Linked DNA regions of Arachis hypogaea: region 1 is linked to region 2. A link is a contact called in public Hi-C data. All regions are on one chromosome and are shown on one strand. Each heading gives the region's core, a stretch centred on a gene start, on an enhancer-like site or on the middle of the called end of the contact. The rest is flanking DNA. Distances are from core to core; before and after follow the strand shown.

The links. Hi-C and Micro-C count contacts between places; a contact is called where the count stands out from the background.
Region 1: a Hi-C map of leaf shows a contact between it and region 2, with 4 times the contacts expected there. The contact joins the promoter of LOC112778850 here to the enhancer-like site in region 2. A contact is called at or near these places in 2 of 8 Hi-C or Micro-C datasets (leaf and an unstated tissue).

The regions. Positions count from the first base shown.
Region 1 is chr19:138,110,026-138,116,092 of arahy.Tifrunner.gnm2.J5K5, reverse strand. It overlaps LOC112778850 (probable disease resistance protein RXW24L), which reads right to left and starts at 2,669. Exons shown (of 2, transcript XM_025823128.3): 1 at 1-2,669. The coding sequence starts at 2,313.
Region 2 is chr19:137,876,657-137,882,473 of arahy.Tifrunner.gnm2.J5K5, reverse strand. No RefSeq gene overlaps it. Among protein-coding and RNA genes, the nearest start is that of LOC112778847, 8.4 kb to the left of the region's middle. Within about 2 kb of position 4,418, at least 1 of the 3 cell types and tissues checked has open chromatin away from gene starts, as enhancers often do.

The DNA.
Region 1 (6,067 bases), core at 1,420-3,919, 240 kb before region 2:
CAAGGTACCCAAGACCTCATAAGTTTCAATGTTATCAACAACTACGAGACATCTTTTATTCCCCACGAAGTGTTTTAGTTCTTGAATCATCTCTTGTGTTGTGCAACTGAGTTCTTGACCTGCCATAATCTCCTTGGCTATATCCTCTAGTAGCTTTTCAGCCGTACAACCGGAGGGCACTTGAACCCAAGCTCGACACTCAAATACATCTGTAACAGCCTCATTCTCAAATATCAATCTGGCTAGTGTTGTTTTGCCCGTGCCTTCAATTCCCACTATTGAAATAATGCAGCTGCTTACCTCTTCCGAGAGTAACTGATCCATCAAAACCTTGACATCATCGAACCCAATGATACTCGACTCTTTGCGTAATCGAGCCACTGAGACTGACTTGGGATGGGGCTCAAGTCGCACCGAACCATACTTCCTTCCTTTTCTTGTGGCATCTTGAATCTTGCTTTCGATGGCATCTATCTTCCTGCTAAGTTTAAATCGGGTCCAACACTTCATGATGCGGATGTGGATTGGTGCATTCTCCAAGTTACAATTAGTAGTATATTCTTGGATGACATTTTCAATTTTACGAGCAATGCCTTTCATTTCTTGAATCCACACTTGGGATCTTCCATTGAGTTCCCCCATCTCTTGTACATCTTGAAACAGAGCATTCATGAGTTGCATTTCCCTCGGGAGTGATCGGACTCTCTGTTTGAGACTCTTGACATGTCGGTATGAGGGCGTAGCTTTTGCAATTGGATCCTTCTCGGTGCCAAAATCATGATTGTTATCAACATGAACCGCACTAGTGCTGGTTTCTCCCTCTTGGACTTGGATGCTTGGCCCCGATGAGACTAGCCCACTTCCTTCATCCATATTTGCAATGCCATAAATGTTCTTCCTGTCTAAGACAACAAGGATTTCAAACAAGCAGCCATTGATGTCATTCGCAAATTTAAGTTTGTTGAAAAATCCACCCTCTTGATGTACAGCATCCTGAAGTGACCGAGCATTCTGAGCCACCAATTTTAATTGCTCCAGCCATGCTTGCTGTCTGTTATTCAGGCCTTGCACACTTGCAATATCACTGAATAATGCATCCATTATTGCCAAGTCTCGTTGGGTTGACTTCAAATTGCTCTCAGTTGACCTCCACAATGACACACCCCATATAACAACCGAAGCGATTAAAGAACAAAACTCAAGTATCATTGCCCACAACCCGAAAACTGCGGAGAAGACGAAAATTGCTAAATCAATTGCAAACATAAACATCAGACTAATTAACATTTTTAATTTCTTAAATTTGTTCTTCTTGGGGAGATTCTTTGCGAGCCTTTTTTTGGGATTCAGAAAAGATATGATAACTTGCATGAAAACAACAAATACGAAGAACGGTATGGAATTCAGTTCAGGGTCGGTGGCGATGGGATAAAGAACATAATAAATGAAGCACGGGATTTTTGAAAGTATCACGCGTCTCAAAGTCAAGTTTGGAACATGCACTGATCTTGTTATTTTGTCGCCTATAGAATCCAAATCTGCCTTGCCAATGCCGTAAGTCAAGGATCTGTGAAGCGCTTCTCCAATTTGTGTATTGATATGCTCCATCTTCTTCTTAAATTTCCATTCCAGGGCAAACAACCAACAAGGGCGACACCTAGCCTTATCCTTTCTTGTGGCAATGAAGGTCTCAACAGTATTTTCCGTAAGATCACAGATACTCCTCACTTCCTCCAACCAGATGCCTTCTCTTTGAGTTGTTGATTTCAAACTGGAGACAATGCTTTGCATGGCCACAAGTTCATCTTTTGCTTGTTCTACCATCTTGATCACGTTCCAGTGCAGAACCAACTTTTCACTGATGAGGTTAGAAAGCAGTTCTATAGCTTGGGATAACATGGGAGCTGAGGTTTCTCCTGGTTCAGATTCAACGGTCACACGCAAATTGTCCATCTGCTCTTGCTTACGTGGTTCAGATTGATAGATGTCTCCCATCTTGCGGCTGATCCGGTCCAGATCTTTGCCAACTCTGTATCTCACAAACAAATAGTGAATCCCTCTCCTCCGCTTCACTGAGTTGAAGACAAAGGTTTGAATGACATCCTCTGCCTCAAGAGCGACTTCGTTCAACTTATCTACCCAATCATCGAAGCCTTCCCAGCTTCCACGTTCAACGAGGTACAGCTGCATTAGCCTAAGTTCCTTCTCTATGGACTCAACATGGCTCGCTACTCCGCCCAACACTGCTGACTCTTGAATCAGCAATCTAGATAGGTTCTCCCCAACGAAACCGATTGTCAACTCGGCGGCCATGTTGACGTTTTGGGGCGATGATCCAAGAGAGATGCAAGCTCTCTTTACTTTGTTGTTCTTGTTAAGATGGGTTTACTGTTTAGCCATTTTCGATAGCATATCAACATATCAAAAGTGATATAGTTGTCTGTTAAGAAACAATGCTGAATGCTGAGTCTAGATCAGGTGCTCAAATTTAAACCGATTCAAATTAAACTTCTCATTTAATTCAATTTAAATCGAAAATCGATTAAAATCGTATTAATTTAGATTTAATTGTATTCTATTTTTTACAAACCGTAGATCGGATCGATTTTCGAATCTATTTTTCACAATCGATCCGATCCAATTCAATCCAAATCGAACAATGTGTTATAATATTATTATTTTATTATTATATTTACAATTATACTTATAACATATTTAATTTGTTATATTTTTATATTATTCATGTATTATTATTATTTAATAAATATTTTATGTTCAAAATGTGATTTATTTATTTAGAGTATATACCCATTTTGGTCCTCAAAAAATTTCAGACTGGACACTTTAGTCCCCAACTAAAATTAATTACTCGATTGGTCCCTAACAATTAACTCCGTCACTCACTTAGGTCCTTTACTCCGTTAATTCTAACGGAAGACAAAATAGTCCCTGACAACTCTAACAGGGGACAAAATGGACCCTGATCTCTTCTGTTCGAAAACGACACTGTTCTCTCCCAATTTCCATCATATCTCGCATAGCACTAACCGTCTAACACTATAACTTCAAACTACACAATGCACACTCTATAAATTTAATGTTCACAAGAAAAAAAAAAATCCTCAACTTGTTCTCAACCAATTCATACTCAGGAAACTAATGCTTATGTCTCTCAACTAGTTGTCGTCTTCGATGGATCCCATGAATCTAGATAGCAAGTCTGATTTGTTAAGACTTGTCGTCGTCGTTGCCATCTCCCTCCTCCTCTGCCCTAACATCTCCATGACCACATTGTCCACCACTACCATCGGTTCCTTCAGCTTCTTCTCCGAACCAATGTTCAGTAATCGCTTCAGTTTCCATATAAGCGACAACGGCGACATTGCTCGTTGTAATAGTTTGGATGCGAGGTCAAAACTGTCTCCCAACTTGGACTCCGAAAAAGAAGGAATGAAGCACTCAGTGTCTATTTCAAATGAGAATTTGCATATGATGTCGAAGGAGAATCTTTTCATGATGTCCTAATGTCCAACAATCTATATTGCTTGCCGGAGAGTGGAGAAAGGTGTGCCCTTGGAGCAATTGTGGAACTTGGTCTTGAGGATGTCGTGGACGTTGTTGGGGTTGGAGGTGATGTTATCAAAGACGTGGAAGTAGATGCTTTTGGTGGGTGAAGTGCAGAGGAGGTGGATGTATCAGTCACAAAGATTTAGGAAGTGTGTGGTCCATGACATGTTGAGGTAGGTGCGACACGTGTGACAATTACACCATGACTTAATCTTGGAGCTAAAGAGGAGGAAGGAAAAGATGGAAAAGAAGACTCTGAAGGTGAAGAAAGAGAGTATGAATGTTAGGGTTATGCGAGATATGATAAAAATTGGAGAAAAATAGTGTCGTTTTTGAATAAAGGGGCCAGGGATCATTGACGTTAGGATTTTTGCTGGTAAAGAATTTTATAAAAATAGTCGCGTTGTAGATATAGTTTCTAAACCGACAGAAATTCCTTCGTACAAACGTTTTGGTTGTCACAAGTAACAAACCCCTTTAAAATTAATAACCGAAGTATTTAAACCTTGGGTCGTCTTCTCAAGGAACTGCTGTTCTTACTATTAGTTATGAAGATTGTAAATTGGGGATTTTGAAAGTAAGGAACAAGTAATTTGAATGACAAGTAAAATAAATAAATAACTGTAAAACACACTTTTGGCAAGGTATGAGAAATTGGAAGTCCTATCCTAGTTATCCTTATCAATGGAGACGAGAATTGAATCTTAATCCCACTTAGTTAGCCTTTACTAAAGCAAGGGAAGATCAAGTGGATTAATTAGTATGATCTTCAGGTTCTAGTCAATTCCTAAGAAAGGACTGGAATTATTGAAGTTCAATTCAATTAGCAAAGATAACAATTATTGATCACGTTGAGTTTGATAACTCCTGAGTTACTGATTTCTTAACCAAGACTAAAAGGGAAAAGTAAATCTACTCGAATAAAAATATCTTCAGGTTGAAAGTAACAGTAACATAAACAAAAGAGAGCAATCATAAACTGAAATACCTCAAATAACATCAATTAAGAGAATTATCTGTAACATAGAAAAGTACATAAATTAAATTGAGAAGATAATAAAAAGAAAAGTTGAACCTGATAAAAAGGGACAATCATGAAAGCAAGAAAAATCCTAAATCCTAATCCTAAGAGAGAGAGAGGAAAGAATCTCTCTCTAAAAACTACATCTAAATCATCAAAAGTAAATAATTGGAGACTCCTTTTTTGAATGGATGCATTTCCCCACTTTATAACCTCTAATCTGTGCTTTCTGTACTTGGATTTGGGCCAAAAAGGGCTTCAGAAATCGCTGGGAGCGTTTTCTGTAATTTCTGGTGCGTGGCCTTTGTCACGCGTCCGCGTGGGTCACGCGGTCGCGTCATCTGGAGTTTTCCTTATCACGCGTTCGCTTCGGTCATGCGTCCGCGTCATCTGCGTTCTGCTCAAGAGGCGCATTCGCGTCATTCACGCGTTCGCGTCACGCTCTCTTCGTGCTGGGCATGCGGCCGCGTCGTCCACGCGTTCGCGTCGCTGCCAGTTTCTTCAAAAACTCCATTTTGTACTTTCCTTCCATTTTTGTATATTTCCTTTCCATCCTTTAAGTCATTCCTGCCTTAGAAGATCTGAAACTACTCAACGCACAAATCACGACATCGAATAGTAATAAAGGGTAATTAAAATAATTATTCTTAAAGCATAGGAAACATGTTTTTCACATATCTCACATAATAAGGAAGGGAAAGTAAAACTATGCAATTAACATGAATAAGTGAGTGAATGATTGAATAAATCACTTAAATTAGGAACAAAATATATCATAAAATATGGGTTTATCAATCATTTTGTCCCTTGTTAGAGTTGTCAGGGATCATTTTGTCCCATGTTAGAGTTTTCAGGAACCATTTTGTCTTCCGTTAGAGTTGACGGAGCCAAGGACCTAAATGACTGACGAAATTAATTGTTAGGGACCAATCGAGTAATTAATTTTAGTTGGGGACTAAAATGTCTGGTTTAAAATATTTTGAGGACCAAAATGGGTATATACTCGTTTATTTATTTTCACTTACTTATAATTTTATTTCTATTGTTATGTTAACGTTGGTTTTTTAAAATATTGTTGAGACTTGCTATGTCATTGTTGGTTATTTAAAATTTGATTTGAGACTTGTTATATATATTTAATTTTTTTAATTTATAAAATTGCAAATCCATTCCAATCCAAACCGCTCGAAATTGAATCGGATCGGATCGAAGTTTTTTAAAAAAAATCATCCAATCTAAACTGCATCACAAGTAAACTTAGTATTCGGATCAGATGAGTTTTTTTTTTTTACTCAAAATCGATCCAAACCACACCGCGAACACCCTTAGGCTTAGTTTGGTAAAGCTTTTACTTTTTATAAGTTGTAACATTTATGTTTGGTAAATCAAATTAAAAATAACTTTTAATGAACAAAAGCAACATTAATTGCATTTGGTAAAATAGCTTTTAAAATTTTAAAATACTATAATACACATAAA
Region 2 (5,817 bases), core at 3,169-5,668:
GAGTCTCCAATAAGCTCCATTCTTCAATTCTAATATCTTCAAGCCTTGATGAAGTTCTTTACAAACCATGAGCTCCCAAATTTAATTTTTCTTGTGAGATCCGGGATCCCACACTTTATTTTGACACCCGTCCATGAATTGGTCATCATTATTCCATCCGGGTGGCATGGCCTTGGAATTCTCAAAGAAGCTTCCAAACAACTTTCTAGACCGATGCAATTTAGTTCCACACCAACCATTGCTCTTGAATTTTGAGCTTGTAACTATCATGAGCTTAGAATGATGTTTCCAACCACTACACAACTCTTTCCTACTCTTAACTCCACAAAGAGCTCTAAGTTGACCATCATTTTCAATCAAACCATATTCAAGTGAGAAAGTAAAGCTTAGGGATAAGAATTTTACCCACTTGAATGTTGTGTAGGATGGTGACTTGGGGAGGGAGACCTCCCCATACTTAGACAATGCGAGGTCTACTTCTTTAGGCTCTTCTTTAATTGTTTCCACCTCTTCGCAATCTTCTTCAATTTCAACCTTTTCTCCTTTATCACTTGGCTTGGTGTTGCCTTTAAGAGCTTCAATTTCTCGCCCAATGAGAGGTGATTCAATTTTGGATAGGAATTCATTGATGAATAAATTCATCTCTTGATCAACCTCTTCATATTCTTCAATTTTGATATACACCATGCCGACTTTTTCCTCTTGTTGGCTCTCTTCCAATTCACTCTCTTCTTCATTGCTCACCAAAGGTATGGGAGGTTGTGCACATTCTTCTACAATTTCAACATTATGTCCAGTGGGAGAGGATTCCATTGTAGATAGGAATTCATCCATGATTGAATCCATCTCTTGATAAGCCTCTTCCAAGTCTCCAACTATGATATGCCTTGGAGGTTGTGCACCTTCCTCAACATCAATATCAAGCTTCTTGGAAGAGTGCTCCATGATGCTATATTCCCATGGACTTTCAACATCTCCTAAATCTTCAACCACTTCTTCCTTTTCTTCAATGATCATAGGCTCCTCCAATTGTTCTAACACAAAGTGACATCCCTCATTTTCCACCGGAGTTTTCAATCTCTCCTTCATGCTATGATCTTCAATTGATTCTTCACATATAGCCATGGGAGCACCTTGAGTGTTCAAGCATTGGTAGGCTAAAGTATGCACTACCTTGGTCAAGTTAGTTACAAACTCTAAGGTGTTCCTTTGCATATCCACTTGTCCTTGAAGTAGCAGGGTGAGAGAATCATCTATTGGGGCTTGGGGTGGATAAGAGGGTTCATTATTTTGGAGAAAGGGTTCATAGTAGGAAGATGGTTCTTCTTGGTAAGGGTGTGGAGATGGTGTGCATTGAGGTGGTTCTTGATAGTAATCATGATAAGGTTGTGGTGGTTCCAAAGGTTCTTGCTCATAATGGTCATAAGAGTATGGTATGGTGATTGGTCATGTGATGGATGTGGATCATAGGAAGGTGTTTGGTAATGAGAGACTTGTGAGAATGGTTGAGGTTCATGTTGAGGATAAGAGTCATAGGCATATGATGGTGGTAGTTGATTTTCATATAAAGTTTCACCATAGCCATTGAATTGACATGCATTAGGATGGTGATTATACCTATAAGTATCCAGAGGTTGTTGCCAATAGGAGTGATCAATTCCTTGAGGCTCCTCCCATCTTTGTTGGTTCCAACCTTGGTGCATGTTGTCATTGAAGCCCTCATTTCCTACAACATAGTTAGAACCAAACTCATAGCCAAAGTGAGATTCATAGTGAAAAGAGAAAATAAAATTCAAAAACTAATAAAAAAATAATGAAACAAAATCCTAAATTAGCAAAAACTAACAAGAAATCCAAAAATCAAGCTATTCACAATATTCACATATATACAATAACCAATAACATAACACCATTGCAATTCCCCGGCAATAGCGCCATTTTGATGATTGGACTTTTGTGTGGTCTAGAATTCACAATTGAAATCTCGTTGCAAGTATAGTTTCTAAACCAACAATATTCCTTTCATACAAAAATTTGGTTATCACAAGTAACAAATCCCTAAAATTATAAACCGAAGTATTCAAACCTCGGGTCGTTCTCCCTAGGAATTGCAAACAAATGTTCTTGTTATTGGTTATGAGGTATTGTTTGGGGTTTTTGGAATAATAGGCAAGAAATATAAATGGCAAAGGAAATAAACTAACAATTAACAAAGCTCTTGGCAAGGTATGAGAGCTAGAAGTCCTATCCTAGTTATCCTCCTCAATTGTGACCACAAATTATCCATTGCTACCACTTCGTTAACCTCTAATCATGGAGGAAAGTCAAGTGGATGAATCAACTTGATTCCACAAGTCCTAGCCAACTCCCAAGGGAAAGACTAGCTTTAGTGGTATCCAAATCAATTAGCAACTTCTAATTATCAATCAGCAAAGAAATTAGATAACTCAAGCGTCACTAATTACTCTACCAAAGCCAAGAGGAGAAAATTCTATACTAAAATCCAACCAAGCATTTCATCAAACACTTGGAAGGCATAAAAGGAAAACATAGTAAAATAGCAAGGAAAGTAAATCTACACTACTCAATTGCAAGGAATTAAACAACAACAAATCAAATCAACAATAAAGGAACATGAATCATAAATTGCATTGAAAGAGAAATAGAAGAACAAAAGTGCATCAACATAAAAGTAGAGAATTACATGAATTAAATGCAAAACTAGAAAGAGGAAAGATAGAAGAAGAAGAATTTCAAAGAGAAAAGTAAATCAGAGCATGAAATTAAACTAGATCTAAGAGTTCCTAATCTAGATCTAACCTACTCCTAATTCTAGAGAGAAGTGAGAGCTTCTCTCTCTAGAAACTAACTAAAAGCATGTGAAAACTAAAATAAAACTAAACTAATGACTAGGTGTCTCATCCCTCTTCAATCCTTGGATCAAATAGCATCAAAAATGAGTTGGATTGGGCCCACAAGGCTTTAGAATTCGCTGGCCACGTATTGCTTTAAGTGGATCATATGGCAGCAACGACGCGTGCACGTATAGTGTGCGTACGCATTACCATACGTGTAGCAACTATAGCAAATCTTATATCGTTTCGAAGCCCCAAATGTTAGCTTTCCAACGCAACTGAAACCGCATCATTTGGACCTCTGTAGCTCAAGTTATGGTCGATTAAGTGCAAAGAGGTCGGCTTGATAGCTTTTGCGATTCCTTCATTTCTTCATGAGTTCTCCATTTTTACATGCTTTTCCTTCATTCCCTTGATCCAATCTTTGCCTCCTAAATCTGAAATCACTTAACAAACATATCAAGGCATCTAATGGAATCAAGGTAAATTAAATTTAGCTATTCTAAGACCTAAAAGCATGTTTTCACTCTTGAGCACAATTAAAGGAGAAGTTATAAAACCATGCTATTTCATTGAATAAATGTGAGGAAAGGTTATCAAAATGCTCTAAATTCATCACAAGATAAACCCTACAAATGGGGTTTATCAGGTATCCCAGGGCTGATCACCCCGGGAACCACTAAGCAGCAAAATGCAATAAACAGCTATGGTCTAGCTTAGCTAGTCCCCAACGAAGCGGTAAACAAGTATAAGCGAATAGCTAATTACCAACAAGACGGTAAGAAAACAGCAAGCAAATTGATTACCGACAAAGCAAGAAACAAGCATCTCGTTTTATACCGACAAAACGGCAATCAAGTTTACTAAAGCAGCATTCAAAGATCTACATATTACAAAAAGCCAAAATACAAAAGACCACATCACTTCTTCAGCATATCAACAATTTTACCATCTTTGATGGTCTTGAAGACGCTAACTGCGGAGGTGTCGAAGTCGGGAGCCAGCAATTTTACTTGAGCTTTGAGAGCCTCCTTAGTCATCAATATGGCATTCTTACCTTGCCTCACGGTTTCTTTGTACTTCTTTTTTAAATCAGCTGCTTCATTCTTGGCCGCGGTTGCCGACGAAAGAGCTTCGTCGCGTTCTTTCTCGAGCTCCTTCACCCGGTCTTGAACAGTGTTGAGCTGACCCTCCAAAGTGAGCTCCCGCTCGGTAAGCCGCGCCACAGCAGCATCGGAGGTCTTGACCTTCTCCTCAGCATCAGCTAGCTGCTCCCGAAGTGATTTGACTTCAACCTTGTACGTACGGTACATCCATCTGGCTTGCAAAGCGAGATCCCCGCCATAGAAGAATTCCTCCGTGCCGGGGAGCAGTTGGGAATCAATGAAGTTCCCGGCGTCGAAGTTCTTTTCCATCACTGTAAGAACTCCTTTAGGAGTGGACGATGGTTTCCTCTTTTTCAGGTTGTCAACGACAACCACTTCCGGCCCCTCAACCTCCACCTCGATCTCTGGCCGGGGACCCTAACCAGCACTGGTCCCAATCACCTCTCCCTGGGTAGGTTGGGACTGAACCCCCGCCTCGACGGTGTCATGGGGATACGCCTCGTTGTCGGGGGTAGCGGTGTCATCATCCCTACCACTGGCGAGAAAGGTGTTGAACAAGGCATCAAGTCCAACCTGTGTGCCAGCCATGGATACTGCAACAACAAAAGAGGTCGTTAGTCGGTAAACCGGTCGAACAAGTATACAAACAATAAACACGAGGAAACCAGGCGACCACTCACTTATATAACTCCTAGCCATGTCCCGATCACCCATAAGGAGATGGGGATTAACGTGATTCTTCCCAAAGACAGCCAACAACGCGTCGGCAACCCTCTTGTTCTCGGGAGATAACCCTTTGTACGTCATCTTAGTAAAGGCGTTAGCTCTCGCCCCGAAACTCCAGTAAGTCGGGATGCGACGTTCCCCCTCCAACGTCAACCAAAAGGGATGTAGACCCTCAACTGGGTAGACCTTAAAATACTTATCCATGAAACCATGGTACGAATCCTCAAACAGGCCGAAGATCCTCCGACCCTGGGCTGACCGGAAAGACATGAAGCCCCTTTTGGCCCTCCCCTCCTTAGAGGGGTTCGTCAACGTAAAGAGAAATAAAAACACCTCGACGGAGGTCGGCAGTTCTAGGTACTCGCATACCATCTCGAAACAGCGGATAGAGGGCCAGCTGTTCGGATGCAACTGAGATGATGCCACATCGCAGCGATTAAGCAGCGCCATTTGAAAGGGGGAGAATGGGAGGCAAACTCCCAGGCGAGTAAACATAGTTTGTACAACCAGATCCAATCAGGGATCCGGGGAGAGTGTAGGTTTAGTTGGTATATCCGTTCGTTATCGGCAGGAACAAAATCCGCATAATTGGCCTCCTCGTCGCGCCCTCCGCAAAGATACTCGGCTTGTCAGAACTCGGTAAGTTCCTCTAGGGTCATTTGGTTAGGGGATTCCTTCACATCCGAAGTCACCCAAGCATATCGATCGTAGGGCTGCGCTCTCGCGGCGGGGACCCTCATGACGGGACGCTGGGCCATACCTACAATGGGGAACCACTCAAAGTCAGTCTAAGAGATCGAGAAGCCGGCACTACTACCAGAAAGCTACAGTTTGCCTACAGTTAAACAAAGCCTATATCTATGGTTAAAAACAGAGCTTAAGCATTAAAATCCTAAAATGGTTACCCCCTTAATACCTATGAACTAAAACTATTCAAGCACTCAGTTAAGTGCACATGCAGAATCGAAGCAAAAAGAAAAGCAAGACGTACAACAACAGGAAAGCATATCCAGATTAAGGAGGAAAAAGGGAACTTACCAGGATGAGGGTAATGACATGAAGAAGCCAAAAAACTAGGGGAGACTTGAACGAGGTAGAGAGTTGCAGCAAGGAATTTGGAATAAAGAAGG